Regions from separate parts of the Mus musculus genome. Here region 2 is linked to region 1. Evidence: chromatin contacts called from public HiChIP or PLAC-seq data. All regions are on one chromosome and are shown on one strand. Each heading gives the region's core, a stretch centred on a gene start, on an enhancer-like site or on the middle of the called end of the contact. The rest is flanking DNA. Distances are from core to core; before and after follow the strand shown. Region 1 has its middle 39 kb from the start of Gm46017. Region 2 overlaps Akap13 (A kinase (PRKA) anchor protein 13).

Region 1 (4,079 bases), core at 1,157-3,656:
TTATTTTTTTCTAATTTTCTGTTTTACCTGCATGTATGTCTGTTCTCCATGTGTATATAGTACTGAAAGAATCCAGAAGGAGCCATCAGATCCTCTTGGAACTAGAGTTACTAATATCTGTGAGTCACCTTGTGGGTCCCCTGTATGAAACCAGGTCCTCTACAGGAGTTACAAACGCTCTTAATGGTGGAGTCATCTCCCCAGCTTCTCCTCTGTCTATATTCTTTTGAGTTTTGAATAATGTGATTGTGTGACTGCATGATCTGTTTATAATTCACATCAAAGAATCATCCTGACTCTGCTACTGTTATCAGCTTTCCTTGGTCAAGCTTTTAAACAGTTGTTAGTCCAAGTTTTGAAATCAGGGAAGATGGGCCCTAAGCTGTGAGTGTGGGAGGGTGGGGTGGGGTGTGGGGTGGCTCACTAACATTGCCAGGCCATTTCCCTTCCTTAGACAAGTGCCTAGGTCCCCACCCTGGGCAGGACTGTGATTTACTGGCTCACATTTCTCCAGACATATTTCAGGAGTCAGTTCTGCTCCCGACACTTGAGTCCTCCCCCCACAGCTCAGAATGTTCCCTGAGCTTGAAAGTTCAATGGCCTTTGAACTCCTTTTGTAGGTGGGGCAGCTTCTAGAAACCTCTGTTTTATTTCCCTGTTGGTTGATTTCTCCCAGAAGAGTGTGGGGATGTTAGGACAGAACAGAGTGTTCAGGGTTGAACAAAGCCCTCCCCCAGACATGTACAGGCCTTCTAGGTCCTGGGTGAGGGAACCAAGGGCAGCCTCTAGTGGCTGTTTCTAGATATGCGTCAGAACTCTGGGAGCCTTAGGAACTGGAACTTGCTCCTTTTGAGAAGGCCAGAGAGAGCTGTTGAGTCACAAATGGGATGGCAAGACCGGGTGACATTATTCTGTGAAGCCTTTACCAGAGCCATGTGTGGTGCTGGCCTGTAAGTCCCGCATTTGGGAAGCAGATGCAGGGGGATTTCGAGTTCAAGGTTTGAGATACAGCTACATAGCAAGACTCCGCCTCAGAAATAAACAAAATGTTTCACCATGAGCCATGGCTAGGTCAGTAAGTACTCAAGTCAAGCTGAGCCTGTGTTCTGGACTGTGAGTCCAGAATCAAGACCTGACCCGGAATCTTATCTTTCTATCTGCTTGTCTTCCTCCTTCTTTCCTTCCTTCCTTCCTTCCTTCCTTCCTTCCTTCCTTTCTCCCTCCCTCCCTCCCTCCCCTCCTCCTCCTTCTTCTTTCTCTCTCTCCCTCCCTCCCTTCCTCCTTCTTCTTCTTTCTTTCTTTCTTTCTTTCTTTCTTTCTTTCTTTCTTTCTTTCTTTCTTTCTTTTTCCTTTCCTTTCCTTTCCTTTCCTTTCCTTTCCTTTCTCCCTTCCTTCTTAGCTGCAATCCTAAAGCCCAAAGCTTCTATTCTACACTGGCTGCTGTGTGGGTGGCTACATTCCTTGCAGTTTGTAACTCTGCATAAACCAGGGCACTGATGTTTGTTGGATGAATCAAACCAAGCCAATTTGGATGCGCTGAAAGTGAACCTGAAGTTGGAACTGCGTCATCTACCTTAACTTGTTTCCTAAGTTATTTTAAAAATAATCTCTCTCTCTCTCTCTCTCTCTCTCTCTCTCTCTCTCTCTCTCTCTCTCTCTCTCTCTCTCTGTGTGTGTGTGTGTGTGTATTAGGCAGGCTTGGTAGTACATGCCTCTAATCACAGCACTCAGGAAGCAGAGGTAGGCAGCTCTTTATGAGTTTGAGGCCAGCCTAGTATAGCTAGTTTTAGGGCAGCCCAGACTACATTGTGAGACATATACTTTTTGTTTTCTTATAAAAATTGATATTGGGGATATTGATAGTTGATATTTGAATTGCTGTATTGGGGATATTGATTAGATCAGTTTTTCTCATTTAATGGGAGATAACATTTTTGTTTTCTATTTTAAAAAATAAGCTAAGGTGATGGTTCCTTTTAGAGGCTGAGGCTGGGGGATTGCTGTAAGTTCAAGGTCATCCTGGGCTATAGAGACAGACCTCATCTCTTATGTTGCTGTTCAGCTGCTGGGTACAGTGAACCCCTTTGGAACATTTAAAAGTGTCTTTTTACATGACATTTACACCCCCCTTTTCTACACATTCCTTTACATTTCTACAGTGCAGGCTACCATCCACAGCCTACATCTCTTAGAGAAACTGTATATCATGTTACATGATTAACTTTGCTTCTGTCTTCAGCTGCCCACTTTGAAGTTTTATCTTGACTCATAAACCCTATCAGTGAGCTTTGCCTCTGAATCACTCGAAGATCTTGGTAAAATGAAGAGATTTGAGTCAAGGGGTGGGGCTGAGACGCTACAATTCTAAGGAGATGCCAGCTAGTGACAGCTGTGCTGTTCTAGATTCTGCACGTCGAGGATGAGGTCATTTAAAACCAAGGACAAAAAGGTTCTGAGAACAGGGACTGCCAGCAGTGAAAACCAGTCTGGCTGCTGTGGGCGGGTCCTGCTGAAGGTGGGGCCGCTGCTGAGGGCAGGGGCAGGAGTTTTGCTGGTTGATGTTGGCCAGCTCTTTCCAATGCACTTTTCCGTTTCTTGTAAATGTCTTTTGTCTTTCCTGGGTTGGAGACAAACCGAGAAAGCCAGCCAAAAGCCTAGCGGAGACAGGATTTGTGGGTAGCAGATGCTTCTTCAGGTGTCCTGAGCTGAAGGAAACAAGGGTACAGTAGCCAGATGTGACCTCCGAAGTCTGTGTGTGGGCACCGGGAAACAGCCAAGCCAGACTTTGGTTATCTCTAGGTCTTGGCTTTCTTTTCCCAACGTGACAAGAGAGGTGGCGCACATGTGCATCTGCAGGAAGTATAAACCCCTAACTCCTTTACCTGTGTTTATTAACTCAAACAGGACTTCTTTATCGAAGCACCATTGACATTGGGGGCTGCATAGTATTTCCTGTAGAGAAGGCTGGGTATCCTACGCTTTACGGAATGCTTAGCATCGTCCATGGACTCTATCTACAAAATGTTGGTAACACCTCTAAGTTGTGACTACCAAAAATACAAACATGGCGCAGATGTCAGCGTGCGTGCGTGCGTGCGTGTGTGTGTATGTGTGTGTGGTGTGTGGTGTGTGGTGTGTGGTGTGTGGTGTGTGGTGTGTGGTGTGTGGTGTGTGTGTGTGTGTGTGTGTGTGTGTGTGTGTAATTGCCCCAGTCTATGAACCGGTGGTATTGGATAAGGTAGAGAAGAGCTGCTCAGTTCTATTGTATGTCTACCCTTTTCAATTTTACCTACTCGTCTTTCTAAATTCCATCAGATGTTCTGCTTCCTTAGTTGGCTTTTTAAAAAATGACTTGTTTTTTAAACATCCATACATGACTTGTATGGATGTTCTGCTTGTGCACGTGCGCACACATGTGTGTGTGTGTGTGTGTGTGTGTGTGTGTGTGTGCGTGTGTGTACACCTCATGCCAAGGGAGGTTAGAGGAGAAAGCTGGATCCCCTGAAACTGGGTTTGTGATCTACCATGTGGCTGCTTGGAACCAAACCCAGGTCTTCTGGAAGGGCAGCGGGTGCTCTTAACCACTAGGCCATCTTCCCGGGTCTCTTTAGATTGATATTTCTCTCTCTCTTTCTTTCTTTCTTTCTTTCTTTCTTTCTTTCTTTCTTTCTTTCTTTCTTTCTTTCTTTCTTTCTTTCTTTCTTTTTTTTTTTTTGTTTTTCGAGACAGGGTTTCTCTGTGTAGCCCTGGCTGTCCTGGAACTCACTTTGTAGACCAGGCTGGCCTCGAACTCAGAAATCTGCCTGCCTCTGCCTCCCGAGCGCTGGAGCAAATGAAATTCACAAATAAATGAGGCAAAGATATATGCAGGTTTGTAACTTATGCTTCCTCTAATATTAGTGTTGGCTACCAGAGACAATGGGTTGAAAATGGTTCTAAGAAGAACTGGCAGGTGGGTGCCAGTATGTTTGTTGTGGGCTGTTTATTTGTTTGCTTGCTTTGTTTGTTTGTTTGTTTGTTTTAAATTAACCACAGATTGCCATATTCCCTTACACCTCACTGTTCATCTTGCTTTCAGT
Region 2 (4,079 bases), core at 603-3,102, 240 kb before region 1:
ATAGACTTCCACTATTTAACCCAGACATTAGATTAGTACTTTATCCAAAATTATTCCTTTTTCACTTAACCTGCTTCACTCTCCAAAATTTAGATGTTCAGGTTCTTTGGCTTCTATGAAGTACTTGGCTGACTTCCAATTTCCCTGCCTTTGCCAGAAAACAGCTAAACTTCCAAAAAGTACTTCATGAGTTGTCCAACATTCCCAGACTCTGGCCTTACCGAATGTAGAAGTCCTTACTAATTTTAGATTCAAGGATGTCTTCTGTGAACAATTAGCCAGTTCAGAGTCTCCGCCCCCTTCCGCTTAGACACCCAACCTTACTAACGATGTGAAATCAAACAAATGTAAATGCAGCTCATCACTGGTCAGAAGCTAAGGCAGGAAAAGAGTCAACTAGAGACAGTACCAACAGAATCCTGACTTCTTGTTTCCCTGGAAAACTAAGACTGAGAGACAGGAGAAGAGCAGATGGATAGGAAAGACCAAAGACCTACACAGACAAAGGGACAAAGAGACGGACAGAAAAGGAAGCTCACAGAGAAAGAGAGGTGGAATTGAGGTGTGGGGATGGGGCAAGCAACAGAAAAACAGAGGCATCTAGCAAAAGGGCAGCTCTGAGAATGAATTCCTCCTTTGTGATTATTTAGATTCTACTTAGAACAAGTAAAATTTTATTTTAGTAATAAGTGCTTTGTTGCAGATTCATTTTCTCTCTCTCTCTCTCTCTCACACACACACACACACACACACACACACACACACACACACACACAGACACAGTCTCTGTTCAGACATGCCTTTAAAGAACTTTAAATCCCCCACCCCCCCACCCCCTTGATCTTCTGTCACTGTTAGCTCAGGCTTTCTCACACTTCATCCTAGTTTAGGAAGGATCAAGACCGGGCAGTAAGGGTACAGAGAGAAGTCTTCCTGAGATGTTGAAACTGTATGAGGTGTGGCCCCTTCTTACCTTCAGCAACACCACATCGACAGTCCTGTCCACCTTGGAGATGTCACACAGGCTATAGCGCCTTTTGTGCCGCTCATACATTTTGTACAGATGCAGAAAAGAAGAGACAAAATGTAGACGGATATCTGCTGAATCCAGGGACCAATGTGCTCACACAGGTCCGAAATTCCAAATTCTCACAGTGGGCGGGAGGAGACTTCTGCTTCCAGATTCCTCTATATAGAAAACTCTCGGGTTAAGGAAAAAAAAAAAAAAAAAAAAAAAGCAGACTCCAAATCTGTGAACTAAGTGGGAACTTTCTGGCAACTTCAGAGCACGGAGACGAGTTTATAATTCATAATAAAAGCAGTCTGCAGTAAGATCGCTGCTGTGCAGATCTTGACTGAAAGAGAAGCACAGATCTTTTCCATCACTGCCGAGAACTCCAGTAGAAAAATTAAGGACGAACTGGCTAAGCATAATGGTTGGCACATGTATGCAGAAAACCCAGAGCCAGTAAGCACTTAGCCACGAAGACAAAGGTTTTTTTTTTTTTTTTTAAAAGGAAGGTGGCTATTTCAAAGTGATGGCACGAGAGAATTCCTTAAAACAACAAAGGCAAGAAACCTATATGGAGGCGGGGGGGGGGGGGGGGAGAAAAAAAATCTGGAGGTATTTTCTAGAGTATCCACTTTTTTAGCCAGTCTCCAGCTCTTCAGCAGCAGGGCTGGATTTTGACTTAAGTTGAAAATATCTAAGGACAGCCAGCCGGCCGAGTACAAGGAAAATAGACCACTCCCCCAGATGTCCTCCCTCCCTCCCTCCCTAGCTGGCTGCCGCTAGCTAGCCAGTCCCTCCCTCCGCAGCCTCCACACCCTTTACCCTGCTCTCTCAAGATCGTCATTACTTGCCCTTTCAGACCTGCACCAGCAGCCTTGGAGGTTTGGAAACCTAATTGCAGTGGTGGGAACATGAATCATCTACAGACTAAGAGAAAAAACAAGGCTTCCTTTTCCAACAGGCTTCCTCCTGCTCCTCCTCCTCCTTACAAGTCCCCAGTGAAAAAGGCTCTGTCAGACACCGCAAGGAACGACCTCAGTCCCTTTGATGCCAGTAGTATGCTAATAAAGAAAGGCGGTGTTATACTAAACACTACTAGTCTGTACTACAGCCTTGGCATTCAGGAAAGACACAGAGACCCTGAATCCAGCCAAGGCGTATACAGCATCTCCCTGCAGAATGCAAAGGAATGATTTAATATCAGAAAAATGTTAGCCAAATATTTCAGAGTTATGTCTCTAGGATGTAGAATTAGCTACAAAAATGTCTGGCAAGGGTTAGAAGTCATCACAAGTTAAGGTTTTGTCTCATCTGGGGTCTGAGAAAGTTCTAAAGAAAGTTAAAGAGATGGCATAGGATGAATGTACGCATGTCTCTTAGGACTCTTGGGACTAAGAAGAGTCACGTGGCTGAGACCGCCTTGCCTGTCACACCTCTCAATCATGGGACTATGTGACTTCATTTGCCTGTTTTCTTGCTTCTCCAGACCTCTCCAGTTGCCAGTCTCCTATGCCTCAGGAGCAGACACAGTCGTTCATTTTTAGACACTGGGGACTGTAATAAACATTGGAGGGGTAAAGAGGAAGAGGAATCAAGGAAGCAAAAAGCAGAAAAGAGAGGTGAAAGAATAGAAAAGGGGGTTAAAACAAAACCCTAAAATAAACCCACAGTGGGCTAGGTACGGACATGCCTTTAATCCCAGCACTATGGAGACAGAGCAGGCAGACCTCTGTGAGTTCGAGGATAGCCTGATCCATGACATGAGTTCCATGACAGACAGGGTTATATAAAGAGACTCTGTGCCAAAAGCAACACCAAACAAGGGAAACAGCATTCTAATGCTTTCCGGGAGAAGCAGTCCTACGTTCTCTCTAAGGGGACAGAGTGCAGCCCCTTACACGGATTTGGAGAATGTGAGTGTACAACCTTAAACACCACAACAGAAAGGAAGTGAAGGGACTAAATACTACAGTTTCTCTCAATAATGCAAGCAAAGTTGGTGAAAGGTGTTTTCTTTTTGAAGCTGTGAAAGGGTAACGAAGGTCTAATGAGTCACCATTTCCTCAGGCCAGGTGTTTAAGGAGGCTAGTCTGCTTAGGAGAAAGCAACGGAGCAAACCCAGGTAAGGTGGCCAGTTCTTCACTTACCCATCTGTCTACCCAAACACCACTGTCTCAGCTCCCTCTAACACAAGCCTCATCCTGATCCCACCACAGGTCCATTAAAAGCATGAAGGTGGACAATGTCCTCTTTCTGGTGCTCTAGAGAGCAAGCCTCGCTCACACCGGCACCGTAGACAGTAAGCACATGATGCTTTTCAGTACAGAGGATGCTAGACACAGTAGACACAAGACAATTGAAGAGATGAAGTTGTAAATAAAATTCTTGCTTAAGCTAACCAAAAAAGCACGGGACTCTGTGCAGGAGCATACAAGAACTTTGATATCATGTGGTTTAAGGGCATAGGTCCAAAGGTCCAGGAGGGGCAGGCTTAAGTGTACAAAAAATCTGGCTGCCTATTATATTTTATGGATCAACTTTCACCAAGCTATAATTTAGAATCCCCTCTTCCCAATGAACACAAAGCTGTCTCCCCTCTGTTCTCAAATGGTTTGCTCCTCACTGCCTCTCCCTTCTGTTCTAATTAGAATCAAATGTTTCCTGCTTGCAAGTTCCCAAGCATCTCTCTAGAGAACCAGAGATGCTCTGGTCACTGTAAAGTCTTTCTGTACCAACTCGATCAAACTAAAGATGATCCATATCCATTCAATAGACATTCTATGCCCTGCAGAAGAGGCAAACAAAGAAATAAAACCCATGGACTTTGTCCTTGGAAACTTTACATAATCAGAGAAATGTTTCAAAACCATTATAATTTTCTGAATGACACCAGAGGACTGTTTGAAATAAATATATTAGCCTTTTTTGTCTGTTTTTTTTTTGTTGTTCTAGAAATCTAGATTTTTCTCTTTTCTACACATACAAGCATATTAAGGACAATTTAAAACTGTCCTTGCTAATCTGTTTCTTCTCAGAGAACAAATGCTCTGGGTGGGGCAAAAATGCT

Evidence for each region. HiChIP or PLAC-seq counts read pairs in DNA pulled down with a chosen protein or histone mark.
Region 2: a contact with region 1 is called in an H3K27ac HiChIP or PLAC-seq map of embryonic fibroblasts, with 19 read pairs. The contact joins two enhancer-like sites. A contact is called at or near these places in 2 of 15 datasets of contacts at CTCF or cohesin (the NIH/3T3 cell line and large pre-B cells), 9 of 484 Hi-C or Micro-C datasets (embryonic fibroblasts, muscle stem cells, nephron progenitors and 2 more), 7 of 115 datasets of contacts at active chromatin or transcription factors (the 230-238 cell line, the NIH/3T3 cell line, embryonic fibroblasts and 4 more) and 3 of 9 other capture datasets (adipose tissue, liver and pancreatic islet).

Annotation. Positions count from the first base shown.
Region 1 is chr7:75,396,073-75,400,151 of GRCm38.p6, reverse strand. No RefSeq gene overlaps it. Among named protein-coding and RNA genes, the nearest start is that of Gm46017, 39 kb to the left of the region's middle. Within about 2 kb of position 2,406, at least 90 of the 459 cell types and tissues checked have an H3K27ac peak or open chromatin away from gene starts, as enhancers often do. A contact at or near this core is called in the NIH/3T3 cell line, adipose tissue, embryonic fibroblasts and 3 more, where this site is marked.
Region 2 is chr7:75,640,359-75,644,437 of GRCm38.p6, reverse strand. The region is part of intron 8 of Akap13 (A kinase (PRKA) anchor protein 13); the gene reads right to left. Among named protein-coding and RNA genes, the nearest start is that of AU020206, 140 kb to the left of the region's middle. Within about 2 kb of position 1,852, at least 228 of the 459 cell types and tissues checked have an H3K27ac peak or open chromatin away from gene starts, as enhancers often do. A contact at or near this core is called in the NIH/3T3 cell line, adipose tissue, embryonic fibroblasts and 3 more, where this site is marked.